3 separate regions of the Triticum aestivum genome follow, and regions 2 and 3 are each linked to region 1. A link is a contact called in public Hi-C data. All regions are on one chromosome and are shown on one strand. The core of a region is the stretch at or near the end of the contact, and the rest is flanking DNA. Distances in the headings are between cores, read along the strand shown. Region 1 holds the start of LOC123045095 (suppressor of RPS4-RLD 1). Region 2 holds the start of LOC123045093. Region 3 holds the start of LOC123045096 (glutamyl-tRNA(Gln) amidotransferase subunit B, chloroplastic/mitochondrial).

Region 1 (4,908 bases), core at 1,354-3,853:
TATAGTCCTTGAATTTGAAGTTTACAATTCCTACCATGAGCCAGCATGTGGTATCAGAATACAAGAGTGTGCTCTAACAACCTACCTATAACACTTTACTACTAAAATGCAAGGCAGCACGAATTGATCATGGAGTCCTACTGCCCTTTCGTTTTCATCAAAAGATATATGAGAAATGACATTAGGCAAGATGAGATTTGGCTGTAGGTACCCCTTTCGTGTAAAATATCAGGAGAATTTGGTTCAAATTCCAATGCTTTAGTCAAGTCGTCAATAGCCTGAAAAGAAAAAGAATAACAATATAAAATAGAATATAGCTTCATGTTTGTTAATGTATTGCTCTTACAATGCGACTACTACCATACAATATCAGAGTTTTCTGAAATATAATCTGTCTTTATCGACTTGACCATTATTAGTTTTGAAGTTTACACAAATATAGCAAGCTTGCCTCGACAAACTCTCCTAAAGCAGCGCGAGCTTGTCCCCGCCGCTTCCACGCCTCCCCAGCTGATGGATTTGATTGTATAGCCTGCCATTAGAGTAAGATCGTAAGGTCATTTCACACGGAAGTAAAGGGGAAGTTTTGAATTTAAAAGTTCTACCTTGGTGAAGTCAGAAATAGCAGAGTCCAGTTCTCTTTGAAATGCGTATGCTGTACCTCTCCCAATTAGTGCCTCTGGATAAGTTGGAGTTTCCCGCAGTATCTGCAAATGTAAATGCAGATTGTCAAGTTCCTTTTCTGATTAGAGAGAATAAGCAAGAAAAACTAATAATAGACCAAAACAACACCTGATCAAAAATGGATATTGCTTGGTCGTACCTTCCTTCGTTTACCTGAAAAGATGTAGCTCAGTGATAATGGTCAAAATATGAATAACGCAAGTCCATCTAAAATACCTGAGCAATGCCTCGCGAAAGTCGAAAATCCAAACTTATTGATTTGGATGATTTTGACACTTTTGTAGCAAACAGTGCTTGATCTAGTGTTATGGTTTCATCGGAACTTCTTCTCTCCTCCACATCTTCAGCCTGGCCATTTGTTTCTTTTTTAACTTTTGCTTTGTTTTTCTTATCTGTCTTTGGCTGTTTCTTGGGAGTTTGATGTGTCACTGTGGTGTCTTTTGCTGGACTGACAGAATCTTTATGGTCTTTACTGTTGTTCGGTAACAGTGCATCACTATTTGATGAAGATTTGGAATTTGCAGTGTTCTCTTCACAAACAACAGTTTTTGTATCAGTTGTAGCTGCAGTGAATGACGTGTTGATAAAACGATCTTCTGAGATAACAACTTTGGTATCACATGGTGATGCATCCACAACGTCTTCACACTCAACCGTCTCATAAATTTTAACAGAAGAAACTAATTCTTCCAATTCCAGCAACTGTTTCAGGTCAATTGTGTCACGGACAGCGATCTCATGTCCTTGCTCCCAAGCAACCAAAGCTTCCTCATTTTTCCCCAATGCGCACAGTGCCTTGCCTGATTAAAAATGATAATGATGTAAAAGCTAATGGTGAAATTTGCTTCAAAACAACGGTATCCATATGTAAAAGAAATAGAGATGATATCTTCGGAAGCTTCACTGGAAAAGAAAGATCAGGTGTTCTTTTGATCATTGGTGTACCTCGGACTCGGAGGCTTGGACGGTGGCATGGGAAGAGGTACAAAGAGGGGAGGCGCGGGGATGAAAAGGAAAGTAAATTGCAGAAAGAGAAAGTAGCATATGTAACACAAGGCTCACATCACATAAATTTTGTAACTACACCATGCTTGAATCAGCTGTGCATTAATGGCATCCGCGCCTCTACTGTTGTTTGACAAGTGTTGGAATACACTTAGGTCCTTTTCCTATGAGCAACAGTTTATTTTCTGAGATCGTAACTAGAAGCTTCGACTTACAGCAAAACAGAGACACGGGATGGATACACGCTCATAAAGCTACCATACTCTTCGGTTCATGGGGCATCATGAAATTACATAGGAAACAGTGAGTCCTAGGCATTCAGGTTGCGCTAACAAAACCTGATGGGCTATCAACACCCAAATACATCTAGCAGTGGCAGTTGATCCCCAAGGATAGATCAGGCAAGGCAAATCCACGACTGTACTGGGAGGAACGAGAGGATGCATAGGGGGCAGCGAGGGTCCCTACCTTTGAGGACATAGGCCTGGAGAAGCGCGGGGTCGAGCTGCAGCGCGCGGTCGCAGTCCTTGACGACGTGCTTGTGGAGCTCGAGCTGGAAGTAGCAGAAGGCCCGGTTGCTGCGAGGGGGGAGAAAGACAAATTCAGGATCGCCGAGTCATAACCCGTAACCCTGGACTGCTAGATCAGAGACCCCGTGGGGGCGGATCGGGGAGGTGAGGAAGCAGTAGTGTACCAGAGGTCGTGGATGGAGGAGGGGGAGCGGGCGAGGATGGAGTCGAGGAGGCGTATGGCCTTGGACCAGTTGCGGCCGCTGCAGAGGCGCGCGAGCTCCCCGCGGTCGGAGCCCATGGCGGCGGTGATCGGTCGCCGGAGGTGGTCAGGGTGGGGGAACGAGCGGATGAGAGGTGGAGGCGAGGATTTGAGAATTGAGGGGGGCCACCTCACTTGCTCTGAGTTCTGCGCGACTTTAGCGCGTGGACCCCTCTCTTTTTCGGATTTTCTGTTAGGGTTGTTACTGCTGAATTTTGCTTTGCTTCGGATCTTCTTTTATTTCGCTTTGATTTTCTCCCGCTCGAAATAGGCTTTCGCGCCGCTATATAGATATAGCAACGACCCGATACATTTGAGAATCCATTGCTGGGACAGACAGCACAAAGACGCCCAAAAGAAATAAAAAAGAAAGAAACAAAAATTAATAACAAAGAAGTCGGATCGACGAAAACGATGATGATCCATAGCCGCTGCGCCCTTCGGAGATTTCCACCACACTTCTAGCACTTCATACCACCGCATACCAAGCAACACCTTCAGAAAGGAACGCGGCGATGACGACCCTGCTGCATGGACTGGTCCTAGGGTTTCCCCCGGTACACAGAGGGGCATGGGTGAGGTGGATACCCGACGCCCTTCGGGAAGGAACAATGGCGCCCACCGGCGTCGTTGCGGTGCCGGCCAAGCCGATAGGGATTTCTCCCGGTCGCCACACACCAACCACCCCGACCGATCCATCGCGCTCCATCACACTTGCTGCCAACCACCATGCGCTACCACAGTCTTGAAGTCACCACCGTCGTCTCACCATGGAGTCCGAAGCGGGACCAACGGGTCCGAGAGGGAGCGGACGGGAACGAGGAGCAGCAACGTCAGTAGCCACGCGGGAGGGGACAACCTCCACCGCCATCGGCTGTCACCGACCGGACGCAGCAAGACGAGCAAACCAGACACATGGGTCCGACCGAGCTTGAAATGGCTCGTGAAGCTCCCGTCGCCGCACTGCAGTGGGCGCGCCGCCGTCTCCGCAACCCCCCGCACGAGCCGCACCTCGGTACGCCAGAGCCGTCGTAGGCGGAGCCGAGCCAAGCTCGCCCAGACCCATATGGGGCCCCAAAGGGACCAAATCTGGGCCGGGAGGGTGTCGCGCCGGCCGCCGTGCTAGCCCACCATCAAGTGACCACGCCACCGCCTCCTCACCACCCGGATTTGCGCCACCCGAGGGATTGCGCCATCACCGGAACCGTCGTTGCCCAAGGAGAACCGTCGCGCGCCCGCGATGGGAAGACCCTACCGCAGCCGCCGGAAGCCCGAAGCTAGGCCCTAGCCGCGGCACGCGCCGCCTGCCAGCCAGATCTGGCCGTCGCGAGGCGCACTCCACCGCCTGCGGCCATCCATGCAGCGTCGCGCCCGTCAGGAAATCGCACGCCGCCACACCGCAACGCCCTGCACCAGCACCGCGCCTGCACCCAACCAGGAGGTCGACGCCGCCCCATCGCACCGGAGGGAGATCGAGCCCCGACGCCACCGCTGGTCAGGCTTCGCCCGGTCGCACCCCTGCCGGCGGCGAGGAAGGAGGGAGGAGGAGGGGAGGCTCGCAGCGGGGGGGATCTGGATGCCCTCCCCAGTCGCCTCGCGGGTAGCGGCGCGGGAGGGTAGGGTTCGCCTCGCGGGGCTATCGATCTCACCTCGTGCAATTCCAATCGTGAGTGATTATTGGTCCATGTCTACCATATACGTAAGTTACCTCCTGCATTTTTAAAAAAAATACTATAAATCAGACATCGGATTTGTGTCAATTTCGAGCGAATGATGTGCCTCACGTCTGATCTACAAGCACGAATCACAACGCAGGGGTGTTGCCACACCATCTGACTGGAAAGTCGCTCAGCAAGCATCTTCATTTCTGTCTCCACCGGGGAGAGAGACAAGAGTAGCCCCCCAATGCCCGAGACATTTATCCATTTCTCGCGTCGATTCCGATGCACCGCCCATCTCTCGCCATCATCACGCGCGAACGCGAGCTGCTCTTCACTTCTGCATCCCTCTTCGACGTTGCTGAGGGCGGCGATGGGAAGAGGGGCACAACATTTGGTGCACAACATAAGTGCGAGGAGTGGCGGCGGCCTATGCGATGCGGTGAGGGCTAGCGGCTAATGTCGTGGTTCTAAGCCTGACAGTAGAGTGGGGGGTAGGTATGGAGAGGCAAGGTCCTAGCTATGGAGAGGTTGTAAGCACAAAGGATGTACGAGTTCAGGCCCTTCTCGGAAGAAGTAACAGCCCTACGTCTCGGAGCTCGGAGGCGGTCGAGTGGATTATGAATGTATGAATTACAAGGTGCCGAACCCCTCTGCCTGTGGAGGGGGGTGGCTTATATAGAGTGCGCCAGGACCCCAGCCAGCCCACGTAGGAGAGGGTTTAAGGTGAGTTAAGTCTGGGGCGTTACTGGTAACGCCCCACATAAAGTGCCTTTACTATCATAAAGTC
Region 2 (4,908 bases), core at 1,626-4,125, 450 kb after region 1:
GAAGTTATGGGCGCTCCCTCTACCAAACAAAGTACTACACTTCTTACGGAGAGCTGCGATGTACAACCTTCCCTTGCGAATGAAACTTCGTAGAAAAGGTATTCCTCTTGATACTAGGTGCCCTCTTTATTATAGATTGGATGAGGATGGAGGCCACCTCTTTTTTAAATGCAAAAAGGTTAAAAATCTGTGGAGAGCATCTCAACTTGAACACATCAGACTAAAGTTAGTATTTATGAGAAGAAACAACGCTAATAAGGATGAACCCACAAGTATACGGGAAGTATCATCTTCAATTGACTTGCATGGACAAGACAAAGAAGGAAGAGATGAGCAAGCAAGCAAAACATAAGTGGAAGCCACCTCCTAAGGGAATTCTCAAGATAAACACAGATGGATCCTTTACTTGAGAAACACACTCAGGAGGTTGGGTTTCACCATCAGGAATGACCAAGGAACGCTCCTGGCGGCAGGTGCTGGAAATCTGAATCATGTCTCCAGTCCATTGCATGCTGAAGCTTTGGCCCTTCAGCAAGCAACTATTACTGCTACTCATTTGGGCTGCCAACAAGTGACATTTGAAACAGATTTCACAACGCTGAAGGAAGCAATAACAAGTAACAACTATGATCTTTCAGCTTTAGGCACTTTGTTTACAGATGTGAAGTTTAAGATGTATGTAGGTCTGAATGTTGTAAGTGTGAATCATTGTAGCCGTGGTTGCAATAAAGCAGCACATGTTAGCTGCGAGTGGAGTCTATATGAAGAGTGGCTGCTATGAGACTCGGCTTGACCACTTTCCGCAACCTGTACTAGACGCTGTGCTGGTGATATGGTCAGCGAGTAATCGTAATAGAAATCTGTGTTTGCTTTCAAAAAAAAAAAACTGCTCATGTTTGATGCTGCTTGGCTGTAAACCGTGCTCTGACCAAGCTAGCATCGGTGCCATTGGAAGCGAGAAACATGTAAAAAAGATGAATTTTGCGACAGCATACTGACTAAGCACGAGGAGCAAATCCACAGAGGATTAAGATAATGTAGCACAACAGGCTGATAGAGGACGATTACATAGTAGATGGGCACACAACCAAAGCAGCCGGGACAGCAGCACACCGAGTTCAGACCCCAAGCTTAGGTCAACAATCAGTCATTGCGGAACATGATAATAGTAGGTGGATTATGACAGCTTCTCTCTCTCTCTCTCTTTTATCTCTCTCTCTGTCTGATTGGGCAGATATCACTGCTTGAGGTGAGGGAAGCACTGGACGAGCTCGCTCTTCGGATGCTTTGCCTCGGCATGCTCCTTGCACTTTGCTTCAGAGGTGGTGCAGATGAAAGTCTGCATGCATATCTTGCACTGCATTGGGAAGAAAGCATTGATCAGATGATCGGGCAATTTACCAAATAATGTTTCTAAGTTATCTAAACTTATAACGTATTCACTAGACCGGTATGATGTGCAAGACAAAGCCACAGAACCATTTCAGCTATCCAATATGGTGCATATCCATTGGCAGACAAGAAATTTGATGAACTCGTAGGCAACATGACTGCCAAGATTGTTTTGTCAAGACTAATTATACACTGCAATGAACAATTTTCATTATATCAAGAGCCACATCACTTTGTTACTAATTCAAGGTGTGAGCAGTTGGGTTCCAAGAGACTAGAATTTTTCACCTGTGTAGTAAATGTAGCTATTTGGCATCGCAAGCTCAGTCCATCAAGTTGGTAAGCAAACAACGGGCACATCCACTGGAATTATACACTAACTTAACAAGAGTCTTCCAGCTACCGCCCTCCCCCGTGGATCCTAATGATTAACTGGTACCATCCAGAACTAGTTTCAGACACAAGCATAGCATTGCTTGGTAGCAGACCAAAGCTGGTTAGGACATGCCACACTCTTAAAGCTGTCAGATTATATCTCATTGAACTACAAGTGTCTCTTACTTATCAAACAGCGACACACACTGTGAAGGTTGCAACTTTGCTTGGCAGAACTCAGGCAGACAAACAACTAGTAGTAACTTGTAATTCGCACGATATGCGATGAGAATACCCCCCAGATCTATGCCCGAAGGGCAATTTTGGTACAATTAACTTGTAATCTAGCATGCTAGTATGTCGATACGCTAGCTATAGTCCTGGCAGCCAAAAGTATATGATTCCCTTCGTTTCTCTAGGCGTAATTGACAAAAAAAAGCTCAAAATCCTACCGATAATCGCCGCACAAAAAAGAAAAAACCATCCACCCAGAGTCCTATCGAGAAATAGGCTACCAATCGTCGTTGCAACTGAAGAGGCACGCATCCCGTCCCAGTTAAAGGCGTAATTTCAACAAATTCCACAGATAACAGTTTCGTCTGCGGAAAAAAAAATCCCCAATCGCTAGAGAGGGTTAGATCGATTCGATCGATTGGATAGGCGGGATTAATCAGCGCACCTGGATGTTCATGGCCTTCTTGTTGGCCTCGAGCTGGCTCCCTGCGAAGGATCAGAAGAGAAAACACCAACAGGATCAGATCAGGAAGACCAACAAGATCTGACGACCAAGAGAAGGGGGAATTAGCTCCGTTACCCTTGCCGCCCTTCAGCTTCTCGAGGTTCCTCTCCCTCGCCATCTTGGACTTCTGCGCGTTGCCGCCGCCCATGGCTGTTGATTCCTCGACGAGACGAGACGAGACGATGCTTTTTCTGCTTCGGCGGAAATTTGGTGGGGAAGGCGAGAAGCAGGAGGCGGCTGCGTTTAATAGACGTGGAGGTGGGAGGTGGAGGCGGAAGCCGACGTTGGCGTCAATCAATCGCGGGCAACTTGCGCGTGCCAGTGTCCGTGTGGACCCCCGCTGAAGGAGGGCGTATCTGGACAGTCCGTTAGCTGCTCGTTCCGAGGTCTAGAACCATCTGTGAAAGTGGTGCTATGAACCGGGTCTAGAAATAGCTGTAAGAAAACTGGGTCTAGAAATAAAATTCAAAATGCTTTAACGAATCAATAAAAATCTGACGTCGGATTTTTAGAACTGGAAACAAACGTCTCCTGGCCCGTTGATTTCTGACAAAAATCTCACAGCTCCACCGGGACCAATATCATGGTGTGGTGTGGCAGAGATGAGCAGGTTGCGTCGTCCTCGGAGCGCTGGGGGCATGAGGGGGGAGGGGAGGAGACCACATCGCCGCCCCACGGATTGCACAGGTCGGGCGCGCCGACATCGTCGTGCCATCACTTCAACAAGCCAACATCGATCCCGTCATGTTCCGACCTGCGTCGTCACATCATATCATGCCGACGTCCACCATCCCAACCTGCTCCATCACGTCGCTTGACGTGAGGGCCCTGGCGTCACCTCATCGATTTGCCCCCGCCACGTCGGCTGGCTCAAGGAGTCAAGGGCTTAGACGTCATCACTTCATCGACCTACTCTGGGGGGGCTCCAACGTCGCCCCGCTGACCTGCTTCGTCATGTCAGCTGGACCAAAGGTTTCAACTCGCAACATCAACTGTGTTGTGTCGACACTTCATCAACCTACTCTAGGGGCTCCAACGTCACCCTGCCGACCCGCTTCGTCATGTCAGCTGGACCGGAGGCTTCAACTCGCAACGTCAACCGTGCTGTGTCGTCACTTCATCGACCTACTTTGGGAGCTCCAACTTCACCCCGACGACCTGCTTCATCATGTCAGCTGGACCGGAAGCTTCAACTCGCAGCGTCAACCGTGTTGTGTCGTCGCTTCGTCGAGGCGACCTCCTCACTCCGCCACATCGATGCCAACTTGGGGGCTGGGATCTCGTGTTGTCTCAAGGCTGGACAACGTCACTAACACCAAGAGCATAAAGCATCTAAGTAACTTTCATGCTTAATTTTTTTAAAATAATTTGTTTAGCTCGGTTAGGCATTATAAATGTGTTGAATAAAGATGTTTTTTCTTTGTTTGATTTGATCGTTCTAAAAAATTTACTCAAGTCCAGCTTCACCGACCTTAGGGGATGTTAAGGCCTTTACTTTAATCTGTGTCATAACGGCCTAAGTGTTTGCTTCCTCGGTCGTTCTGAAGTCTTTTTGTATTGCTCCTTTTTCTGTCGAGTGCTCGGCCAATAGACGACGTGCCTTGTGAAAGGATAGGTATGGTCGACTAGAAGGGGTGGGAGTTGAATAGGTGACTAACAATTTTAATCTCTTTTGCAAATTTTAGGCTAAACAAAATGATAGGTCATCTAGATATTCAACTAAGTGGACAATCTATATGATAAGCGGAATGAGCAACACAAGCTGACAAGAGTTAAATACAAGGTAGAAGCTAGCAACAAGGAGCGAGATAACCGCAAGTGGAGAAGAAGAAGACGATGTGTTTTCAAAGTTTTCGCCTTTGGGGGAGGTACGTCTCCATTGGTGGGGTGTGGAGGCACAATGCTCCCCAAGCGTCCCATAGACTCACCCTATTATCTTTACGCCCTCGCACAATGCAAGGTGTCGCAAATCCACTAGTAGCGCCCTTGGAGGTGGCAACCGGAACCTTTACAAACAAGGTTGGGGCTTTCTCCACAACTGTTGGAGTCAAATCTAGCACACCTTGGGTAGGGAGTCCCGAGCTGGTAGCCTTCGTATGATGCTAACATAGACACACGATTGACCCATGTCCGGGCTCTCCCGAAGAGACAATACCCTACGTCATGCTTTGATTGTATTGGTTTGGAGGGAGTGCAAGCAATTACACGCTGATCTACCGTGAGATTGTTTGTGTATGAGAATTGTCGTCTACGACCCCCACCCCTCGGCTTATATAGATATCAGGGGTACCTAGGGTTTACACATAGGTCGGTTACATCTAGGGGTAATCACGACGAAGACAACATCTAAGTCTTGGAGTATGTGCCAAGTCTTCGGAACCTTCCATCTTGGCTTTGCTTGG
Region 3 (4,908 bases), core at 1,748-4,247, 380 kb before region 1:
TCTTAAGCCATCATGGAGGCAGGGAAACATGAGCAGAGAGGCTTTCAAAATGATTGTTAAGAAAACAGTTGATAAGGTCTCTAGTTCGGTTCCTGGCAATCATATACCGAAAACACCAGCCAAGATTAGACAGTATGTCCAGTCTTCTCAAAGGAAAGTGACCAAACTAGTAATGGTATGTCTGCACTGCTACCAGCATACTGGTTATGTACTGAATCTGCCAATACTCTTTCTGGCCATATGTTTACTTTACAGTTTCCAGTATTTACCATGCTGTAGTATACGGTCATCTTACATGGTTGTTTAAATATCTAAACACCCATGGAAAATATGCTATGCCACTTATAGTGTGAAACGCAACATATGTTCTTGTCTTCATGCTATTCAGTTCTTAAACTATGATTTTGTAAATGGAGATTTCGAGAATTCTTTGGTAATTGGGTATGAATTTAGCATCATGTAATTCTAGTTTGCACTGTTATGTTTGGGAGGCTGGGATTCATCTTAAGTTTTGTATGCTTAAATTAGATAAATAACAACCTGGAGGCAAGTAAGTTTTATTTATTAAACCGTTTATATTGAATTGTTGCAATGTTTTGACAAGAAGGAACAGTTGGAAGGCTATAGTTTTCAACAGTTTGCTGATGCTTTGTCTAATTTTTACCGAAAAAGGCTTTCGCCCCGCTTTATAGATAAAGCAGACCGCCAAAGGACATACAACCACACCAAGTCCACACACACACACCCAAGTACCACAACAAAGTCATAAGGTTCTGCTTTGTCTAATTGGCTGAGATGTTGAGTTTATTTAGGATGAATAAAGGCATTGTTGTGCACCTTTTGTTCTTCCAGCGTTCTTATTCTGGTTGCTGGTTTCAGTTTTAGGTTTTGGTTACTTTAGTTTCCAGATTGTGTAGGCTTCTTATGGCAATGAAGCTTTGCAGTCTGTTACAGTAGTAAATTTGTTTTATCTATTAATATGTTTCAGCAGGGAACCCCCTTACTGTTTTCCGAGAAAAAAGTGAACAAATTGGAAAAGCAGCTAGGCATGGGTGCACATAATTCTAAGTTTTACATATATATAGCGTTTCCCACGCTCTTTACTTGTGTCCAGCATAATTATGTTTGGATATGTATGTACCAATCGATTTATTTCATTTCTTCAGGGTTATGTTGACAAGTATGTGAAGTTATAGTTGCATCCTTAAATTGGACTGGGCCAATCAGAAGAGACTTCCTTTGCAGTTGTAAAACTTGTGAAGAATACTGATTCAGGTGGCAAGCCGTGTATTTCTTGGAACATCTATTTGCATGAGAAAGTCCTTTAGCAAGAAGGTATTCTTGTAAGTACTGAGGGAACGTCTGTATTAGAATCACGTGTTTAAACATCAGTTCCATATTCGGTTAAGTTGCTGCCTAGTCCTGTTCTGTTGGTTGTAAAGCACTTTGTTGATATTTCTTTCCCTTTCCACCCAACACAGGGTAAGTGATAGGTCTGATAGCAGGATGATGTATTTTTCCTTGAGCTGGTTTCTCTAGAACATTCATTTTTGTAGTAATACTTAAGTGTGGACCAAGCCGTCATGCTTACCTTCATCAGATGATCTTACATGTTCTGGGTGCTGATAGTCTAGATTTAGTTTTTAAGATCAAGTACAAAAGGAACTGGTGGAAAGATTAAGCTTAAGTCCGAGCAATCAGAAGTGTTTCGTTTTGGGGGTCATGTTATTTTCTCAGGAGCTCAAGCCATGGTCTGGTCGAATTCACTTGGAGAAAATTAGCTAGCAAAGGTTTTGTAGTATCAAGCCTTTATTTAGATAGATATAGGGAAATACTCCCTCCGTTCTTTTTTATAAGACGTTTCAGACAGCTGAGATTGAACTGTTTTGGGCACTGTCTGAAATGTCTACAACGTCTTATAAAAGTGAACAGAGGAAGTAACTTATTTGCATTTATTGGTCTGTGTGGGGTGACCCTCCCTGAAGTTGATCTATTTGTTGGATTGAGCTATGCTTTCAAATATAAGAAGAGGATAATGGACTATATCTGATTGAAGCTTGGGAGATCTGATGATTCCCTAATCGTTTTAATTGTCCATCCCGATGTATTCATGTTTTTTTTGAAATGGTCACCTGCGGGGGTGGGGGACTCCCCACCTGAACATATTTCAAAACGGTTTAGAGTTTACAGAGGTCACGTATTGCGCGAAGAGAGGAAATCACGCCACAGACCGGCGCGTTCCATCGGTGTCTCCGTCTTGAGAGGGTGAGCCCATACAACATGATCATCAAGGATAGCTTTAACAGTGCTATCAGCATAAATCTCTAGATTTTGGAAGACTTTCTTGTTCCTAGCATCCTATGTGGCCACTTGTGCTTTGGGTGATCTACCCCAGCACCGTTAAGTAATACAAGCGTTGCTTGACGATGGCAACATGGCATGGATCGGTGTGTTGAAGAACTCGGCGGTAGGGTTGAACCGAGGGCGAATCCCGGAGCCGCTGGGCAGGTGAAGAACAGACGGTTGCGGTCCTCCATCGCATGGTCGCATCGCAGGCAGGTCCCGTAGCTGAGAAAAAGTACAATATTGTTCCCTAACCGTTTCAAAAGTCTGCAGAGCATAATACTGTGCAGAAAAATGTTTTAAATGTGAACATCAATGTGAATAAGTTGATATGGCAGAGTTCAGTTGAGCTCCCGACGTCTCCAGTTCCTTTGCCATGTATACTTGCACTGTCGTGTCAAGTATATTTCAAGTCTTTGCCAGTTTTTTTTTTTTTTGAGCTAAAAAAAAGTCTTTGCCAGTTAGAGCCTAGAGCAAGGCAGACAGGGATTTTTTTTTTGAGACAATGCAGACAGGGATTAATGGCCTCAGCTTCTCTCTCACTGGGCTGAGTTTGGCTGGGCTGGGCCTGCAGGGAGAGAGAAATGAATGGGTGGGTTGAAGTCTGGGGCCATCAGTCTGTTTTCCTTTCTCGGGGCCCAGCTCGCCCCCTGGTGGTGATTGATGATTAGTCTGGAAAGAAAAATCATCCTAAACAAGCCCTCTCCACTGCCTCTCCTTTCTCCCTTCCGCTGGCGCGCCTTGCTCTGCACCTCCCCGCCGTCTATCTCTGTCTACCGGCGGGCCTCCCCGCTGTCGCTGCTGCCGAGGTACAGCTCCCCTCCCCGCTCCCCCTTCCCCCTTCCCTAGCAATGGACTCGCTCGTATGCCAACTTTGTAATATCTCATCGGTTACTGGCGTAGTTTTCTACTACCTCGGTTCCTAAATATAAGTCTTTTTTAGAGATTCCACTACGGACTACATACGGAGTAAAATGAGTGAATCTACACTCTAAAACATGTCTATATACATCCATATGTTGTCCGTAGTGGAATATCTAAAAAGACTTATATTTAGATATTTCAATAACAACTACATACGGATGTATATAAACATATTTTAGAGTGTAGATTCACTCATTTTGCTTTGTATGTACTTCCTCCGTTTCTAAATATAAGCCTTTTTAGACATTTCAAATGGACTACAACATACGGATGTATGTAGACATATTTTAGAGTGTAGATTCACTCATTTTGCTTCGTATGTAGTCACTTGTTGGGATCTCTAAAAAGACTTATATTTGGGAACGGAGGGAGTAGTCCGTATTGAAATATCTGAAAGACTTATATTTAGGAACAGGGGGAGTACTACTCAGCAAATATTCCGACGATACCGCATTCGTACTAGGTTAAGTATTTCTGACTTCATGGTGGTTTTGTCTTTGGTAAAAGGCTCATAGATTAATTTCAGAGTTACCAGCAATCAAGTCTGGTACTGGGAAACAGTAGGATTGATTTTTCTGGGTCATCTGGACAGCAAGCATGGCTTGATTCATCTTTGGTGAGAATTGCCGTGAGAGGATTGGACCGATTTATCATTTGTGTAGCCACCTAAACTCAGTGAAAACAATGCCTGCTAAATTGTAAATTGGTTTTTCATGTTATCCTGAAATCTGTCTGTATTCAAGTTTTTTGTTCTCTTCCTATTGCAGGCTGTTTGTTGCCCATCCAGTAGATTGTGAATTGCAGTAGACGAGAGGCACATTGGCCACAATGGCTCTAACGCTCTTACGAGGGATCAGAACACAAACCTTATCTGGAGCAAATGCAGGGCTGTTCTGTACCACTCGACGTCCTCCGCTAGCCCACTTCACAGCTAGGGTGGAGAGTGTGCAGACTAGTGAGCCCAAATCAGTGCACAAATCAATTCAACAGGCTACCAAGGAGGCAGTGGAGCAGAAGACACACGGTTTTGAAGCGGTGATCGGCATTGAGACCCATGTTCAGCTCTCAACCATCACAAAGGCATTTTGCTCCTGCCCATACGACTATGGCTCCCAGCCAAACAGCACCGTTTGCCCCACCTGCATGGGCCACCCCGGGACATTGCCGGTTCTGAACGCAAAGGTTGTTGAATGTGCTGTCAAGCTAGGCCTCGCTCTCAACTGTGAGATTTCCATGACATCCAAGTTTGACAGAAAGCAGTACTTCTACCCAGATCTGCCCAAGGGATACCAGATTTCGCAGTTTGACATTCCGATTGCTGAGAAGGGTTACCTTGATTTGGATATTCCAATGGAGTTTGGTGGTGGTCACAGGCGATTTGGGGTCACGCGGGTTCATATGGAAGAAGATGCTGGCAAGCTGCTTCACTCTGAATCTGGGAGTTTTTCTCAGGTTTTCCTTGTTATTTCCTAACTAAGTACTCCCTCCGTCCGGAAATACTCGTCGGAGAAATGCATAAAAATGGATGTATCTAAAACTAAAATACGTCTAGATACATCCATTTCTCCGACAAGTATTTACGGACGGAGGGAGTACCTGTTTTCTGTTATATTTTATTCTCATTCTATTCTGCCATGCTCT

The links. A called contact is a pair of places that touch in the nucleus more often than the background predicts.
Region 2: a Hi-C map of leaf shows a contact between it and region 1, with 3 times the contacts expected there. The contact joins the promoter of LOC123045093 here to the promoter of LOC123045095 in region 1. A contact is called at or near these places in 2 of 5 Hi-C or Micro-C datasets (both in leaf).
Region 3: a Hi-C map of leaf shows a contact between it and region 1, with 4 times the contacts expected there. The contact joins the promoter of LOC123045096 here to the promoter of LOC123045095 in region 1. A contact is called at or near these places in 2 of 5 Hi-C or Micro-C datasets (both in leaf).

The regions. Positions count from the first base shown.
Region 1 is chr2B:393,823,606-393,828,513 of IWGSC CS RefSeq v2.1, reverse strand. LOC123045095 (suppressor of RPS4-RLD 1) reads right to left here and starts at 2,603. Exons shown (of 23, transcript XM_044468029.1): 1 at 2,384-2,603; 2 at 2,158-2,267; 3 at 901-1,484; 4 at 793-837; 5 at 606-707; 6 at 452-532; 7 at 212-278; 8 at 1-30. The coding sequence starts at 2,499.
Region 2 is chr2B:393,375,381-393,380,288 of IWGSC CS RefSeq v2.1, reverse strand. LOC123045093 reads right to left here and starts at 2,875. Exons shown (of 3, transcript XM_044468027.1): 1 at 2,582-2,875; 2 at 2,447-2,487; 3 at 996-1,357. The coding sequence starts at 2,654. The coding sequence ends at 1,238.
Region 3 is chr2B:394,199,480-394,204,387 of IWGSC CS RefSeq v2.1, reverse strand. LOC123045096 (glutamyl-tRNA(Gln) amidotransferase subunit B, chloroplastic/mitochondrial) reads left to right here and starts at 2,997. Exons shown (of 10, transcript XR_006421053.1): 1 at 2,997-3,152; 2 at 4,035-4,719. It overlaps LOC123045098 (YLP motif-containing protein 1), which reads left to right. Exons shown (of 5, transcript XM_044468032.1): 4 at 1-175; 5 at 1,167-1,609. The coding sequence ends at 1,196.